Regions from separate parts of the Sus scrofa genome. Here region 2 is linked to region 1. Evidence: chromatin contacts called from public Hi-C data. All regions are on one chromosome and are shown on one strand. Each heading gives the region's core, a stretch centred on a gene start, on an enhancer-like site or on the middle of the called end of the contact. The rest is flanking DNA. Distances are from core to core; before and after follow the strand shown.

Region 1 (2,700 bases), core at 128-2,627:
CACACCCAGCTCCTGGCCCACCCACCCGCAGCCTCCTCGCTGCTCCCGAATGGACTGGACCCATGGCACAAGAGCCCGGCCAGCACTCCTTGGCTGGCAGCCCTGGGAGCACCCCCACCAGCTCCACAGCCCTCTGCCTTTGGGAGGAGCCTGCTCTCCGCCGTTGCTCCTTCTAAAGACACCCAGACCTTCCCCAGGGCAGGTGGAGCCACCCCAAACCTCCCCTTCCCGCAGAAAGGGCAGCTGGGGGGATGGGGGTGGGCGGATGGGCGGGGACTCCAGGTCCCCTCCCACGCGGGCCCCCTGCAGAGCTCGGAGGGTCTCCGGAGGCTGAGTGGAGGGCCCATATGCTTCACTGGGCAACAGGCATGCCCATAAAAATCCCGTGGCCACCAGGGCTGTAATCTGCCATCTGGGCCCTAGGCCTTCCTTGCCCTGCGGCCAGGCTCGGCTCACTCCGGAATGGCTGTGCCCTCCGCGTGGCCTCGTTGGTCAAGGCCACGAGCCTGGGGGTGGAGGCGGGGGGGTGCGCTGGGGAGGATATCCTTCCCCAGGCTTTCCGGTGCTGGAGGATGTGGGGCCACCAGGAAAGGTCGGAAGGGGGCCAATCCCCTAGACAAAGAAATAAGACGCCCGGAAAACTGGCGGAGAGTCGGGGCAAGGTGGGCACGGGAGATGGCAGCTCGAGGGGCGCCCTCTCAACACGTCCTCGGCACCCCGGCAGCCCCCACCCCCGGCTCTGGGCTGCGCTGGAGCCCGCGCCCCTCTGCCCCTCCCCAGCGGGCTGATAACTGAGATCCAGGTCCGCGCGCCCCTCCCGCCTAGGATGAGGAGGGTCGGAGGGGGGGAGCCCAGAGACTCCGGAATCCTGCCTTGGGCGCGCGCGGGGGCGGGGGGGGGGGCACGTCCAAACATCCCACGACCAGGGACCAGGGCGCGGCCAAGATCGCATTGCGTGTGGGTGCCGGTCGCTCGCCAGCGCCCTCGAGGGCCGGCTGGCGGCTGGGGGTCCTGTCTCCCCACCCGACTCCACCCCGCCGCCCAGCACCGCGCCCCGGGGGCACCCCAGCCGAGCGCGTCTGCCCCGGGCCCCCACTGCGGCGCGGGTGCTCTCGTGCGGGGCACTGCGGGGCCGGGGAGGGGGGCGCCCACTGAGCTCCCGGAGGAGGTCACCGGGGTTCCCGGGCCGCACCCGGCTCGGCAGCCCCGCTCGGCGGCGCGGCCGGGCGCGGCGGGGCGCGGCGGGGCGGGGCGGGCGGCCGGGGAGGTGATCTCACTCCCCCTCCCCCGCCTCCCCTGCGCTCCCTCCCCCTCCCCCTTCCCCCCTCCCCCGCGCGCAAGCCCGCCCGCCCCGCCCCGCCCCCGCCCCGCCGCCGCGGCCGCCGCGCATCAGCATCGCAGACGCGCCGGGCGGCGGGTCCGAGGCCGGCGTGTGCGGAGGCTGGGCGGGCAGCCCGAGCGGCGGCCGCAGCGCAGGTAAGGCGGGCAGACCTGCCCTCGCGCCCGGGCCCCCGGCTGCAGCGCCGCGAGCCTCCCGTCCCAGCCCTGCCCCGGGGGCGAGGCCGGGGAGCTCCACCCGGACCACCCCGGGACCACGGGCGGAGCGGCCAGAGCCCCACCCAGGCCCGGGCCCCCAGCTCCAGGCCCCGAGGACCGCAGCCGGGCCGGGAAGGGAGGCCGGGGGCTGAAGCCCGACAGGTGAAGGGTACCTGGGCGGCGCCCCAAATGCCGACCCGGGGAGGGCTGCTCCGGGGGGGAGCCGGGCAGGGTCTGTACGGGGTGGTGGGGGCTGAAGTTGGCACGTCCCTCCGGCTGGGTGCGTGGGGGGGGGGCGCGATGGACCCAATTCACACCCCCCCGCCCCCCCCACCCCGACCATCCTCGGCCATCGTGGGGTGTGGCCCTGGGCGTGGCTGCCCCTCTTCCCCAGTGGAGGGCCGCCCCGTTTGGCTGAAAATCCAGCTGCCTGCGTGGTCGAGGGGTGACGGGGTTAAGCCACCCCTGCAGTGGGGGGGAGGGGAGACAGTTGGGCTGGGCACTGCCTGGCCCTCCGCCCCAAGGTGGGAGGGGGGGCTTTGTTCTCTTCCTTCTTGCAAAACCCCAGCCTGGACTCCTGGGGGCTTCCCTCCAGCCTGCGCCAAGACCAGGGTCTCCTGCCCTGGAGGTGAAGGGTGCGTCTGGAGCCTCAGTTCCTGCAGGCTCTGATGACCAAGAAAGGGTGCACTGGGTGAGGGTGGCCTGGGAACCCACCAGTGGGCATCTGTGCACATGGGGGTAGGATGTGGGTCCATCAGGTAGGGGGAGGGAGGGCCTCAGGGGCTGGGGTCCTGCAGGTCTTTGACCTACTGCCCAGTCTTCCTTGGCTGTTGGGTTATGGGAGGAGTCCGAGTTTCCCGTTCCTCCCTGCCTAGGGCAGATTTTGGGGGGGTTCTTGGTTGGCAGGGGCTGCAAAGAGCCTAGTACAACCTGCTGCCCCCTACAGGGTATCGGGAACCCTGCCCATCACTGCCCGTCTCAGGGAGACAGGCCCAGCACCATCTGCCCCCCCTCCCAAGAAATGGGACGCCCGCCACCCCCTCCAGGTAGATGCCCTGCTTCCAGTTCACTCCATCCAGCGGGCTGGGGCTTCTGGACCGCCCCTGTTATCTCTGCTGACTCACGTGGCCCTGACGGTGGCTGCGTACGAGCCAGTCAGCCTTT
Region 2 (2,700 bases), core at 93-2,592, 37 kb before region 1:
GGGGAGGGTCCAGCCAGTGCTCAGATGGGGGGGAGGGGGCGAGGTGTGTTGGGGCTAGCTGATGAGGGGCATGGGTCCCTGCTGGCCTCAGAGCAGCTTCCAGGCCTTTTGGCCCGGGCCCCGTAGGCACACTGCACCTCAGAGAAGGGCCTTGGTTCTGGAGGTGGGGGGCAGGGAGCTGAGGAGCCAAGAGAATTGCCCACAGTCCAAAGCCAAGAAGTACCTTCACAGAGTCCCCTCCTTCCCAGAGCTGCAGGTCAGGGTCACGTGTGCCCACATTTGTACAGAGCTCAACCTTGACATCCGTGCACACACTCCTGGATCCCTTGCACTAGTGCCTACAAGCCTGCCTTCCCCAGGCACAATCCCGGAGCCTAACTGCCTTCACCTCTTTCACCAGCGACAATACCCCAGGGATGTCCCTCCCACCCAACCGAAGATGGCTGGCTGTCAAATCTGGCTTGTCACCTGCTGCATGCACCCTGCCGTCTCAGTATACTGGAGAAAAACTGTAGTCCTGTGACTTCCAGTTGGTAGAGAGGGGTGAGGGGAAACTCCAGTGCCCCTGGATTAGAGAGGCTCCCAGATACCCCCCCCCCCCGCCAGGCTCAGTAAGGCCTTGCTCTGAGGGGGAAGGAAGAGGGCGGCCCCTCCCCAGCCCCCCAGGCCTAGGACAGAGCAGGTGCAAAGCTGCCGGGGAAGGGAGGCAGAAGAGTCTCTTCCGGCAGCAGGAAGTGGTAACCACCTATGGGGAAACAGGCTCGTTCCTCCCTACAGGGCTGAGCAGAAGGGGAACCTCAGCTCAGCCCTGCTGTCTGCCCCCCACCCCCACCACACGGGGGGCCTCCAGAGGACACCCCTTCTGTTTTCTGCTGCCGACCGACCTCCCTTCCCACCTGGCTCTCCAGGCTCCTTGTGCTTATCGCTTGGGGCTGTGACTTGGGAAGGATGGGACCCCATCTCATGTCCCGGGGGCCGGAGGGAAGCAGATGACCCAGGGGAGCCCACGGCCTGGGGCGGCTATGCTGTCCTGTCCCCTGGCATTGAGGGCCAATGGCCATGATGTGAAGGGCGCTGTCTGGCGGTGGTGATCAGACAGCCTTCTGGAGGTTGGGGGGAAGATGGCACCTGGGGGCTCTCACACCGGCCCTGGCTGCTTGGGCACAAGGCCGCCCCGGTGGTGCGCGGGCCACGAGGCCCGGCCACAGTGGGAACTCCTTCCCCCCACCCCCACGCTCAGCCCCCTCCCGGGCAGGGCAGCGGGTGGCGGCAGTGCCAGGCCTGGGCCGCCCCGCCCCCCCAGCCACGCGGGGGGAGGGACGGGGCGGGGCGGGGCCCGCGCAGGGTGCTGGCTGCTGGGCCCCAGGTCCCAGCGCCGGGCCCGCTCACGGCCGCGTGGGAAGAGCGGGGCTCGACGGCGCGGCCGCCGGGCGGCCATGGCCACGCACGGGAAGCTGCGCCGGGAGCGAGGGCCGCAGGCCGAGTATGAGGCGCAAGTCAAAGGTGAGAGGGCGCTGGGCGCGCCCGGCCTGGCCCCTGAGGAGGTGTTCTTGGGGGAGCCGGAAAAGTCCCCCAGAGGGGCTGGGGGAAGGAACCGAGCCGCCCGCCCGCCTGCCTCTCCACGGCCGCCTGCAGTTTCCCCTGCCTCCCTCGCCCCTTCTCTCCCTCCCTGCGTGCGCGGTGGCTCTGCCCTCCCCGCTTCTCCCTGCACCTCACCTAAGGAGCCCAAGGAGGGAAGGGGACACCCACCGGGTGCACCAAGGTGCTGCCCAGAGCGTGCCTCTCTAGCCTCGGGGAAGCCGAATACCTTGGCTTTGCTGGGGCGGGAGTGGGTGGGTAAGGGCGTCCTGATGGCTTTGCCCTCAAACCGCTCCATTCCCTGTAGCCCCGTCCCTCTGCCCTCCCCCTGGGCACCGAGGTGACTGCCTCAGCGTTTGAAGGCCACTGTGTCGGGGTCAAGCCAGGGCCGGGAATCTGGGCCTGAGAGACTTTCGGCCTCCTGGAGAGTAGCCCTCCTTGGGTTCTGATAAACACTCTGTCGCATCGCATGCAAATCAGCTTCTGCGGGTCTTATTCAGGGCGTGGTGACTCATACAAAGGGAAGAAGGCAGCAGCCAAGCACCAGCAGTTTGAGGCCCTAAAGTTTTCTGGTGTCTTCAGACGCACGACCTCCTGTATCACCCCTGAGTGGCTCAGTTTTACCAAGGAAGGAAATCGAAGCTCAGAGAGGAGCAGTGACTTGCTTGGGGTCACACAGCCCTGTAGTTCACAGGAGGTAGAGTCAAATGATCCCTGCGTTTCCTTCCAGTCCGCAGATGCAGGTTCCAACGTGATTGTCCAATGAAAGCAATTTACACCAAAATATGCTCCAGTCCTCCCCGGAGGGGACTTTGAGCAGGGCGAGCCAGCTCTCCAAGCCTTGCCTGCACCATTTCTCAGCTGGAGAGAGTGACCCCCAGCCTGCACCCCCCAAATGTCATGAGGCCGAAGGACTTGGGAGACTCTTCAGTCAGTAGATACGGGGCTGTTCATTCACACTGCAAAACTGGGGGCTTGGGCGAGGCTGTCCTTTAAGATGCTCCTTGCCTGCTCTGGATGTCTGGTGATTTTAGCTTCTGTTCCCTGTTCCCCTGCCCCCCACACCGGCCGAAAGAAACTTCCTACTGTGCTAGCAAAACAGGATCGCTCTCCTGCCACCCT

Evidence for each region. Hi-C and Micro-C count contacts between places; a contact is called where the count stands out from the background.
Region 2: a contact with region 1 is called in a Hi-C map of epiblast stem cells, with 2.4 times the contacts expected there. The contact joins the promoter of ARHGAP4 here to the promoter of L1CAM in region 1. A contact is called at or near these places in 2 of 47 Hi-C or Micro-C datasets (embryonic fibroblasts and epiblast stem cells) and 1 of 2 datasets of contacts at active chromatin or transcription factors (skeletal muscle).

Annotation. Positions count from the first base shown.
Region 1 is chrX:124,616,969-124,619,668 of Sscrofa11.1, reverse strand. It overlaps L1CAM (neural cell adhesion molecule L1), which reads left to right and starts at 1,377. Exons shown (of 30, transcript XM_003135494.5): 1 at 1,377-1,476.
Region 2 is chrX:124,653,954-124,656,653 of Sscrofa11.1, reverse strand. ARHGAP4 (rho GTPase-activating protein 4) reads left to right here and starts at 1,342. Exons shown (of 23, transcript XM_003135484.5): 1 at 1,342-1,503. The coding sequence starts at 1,437.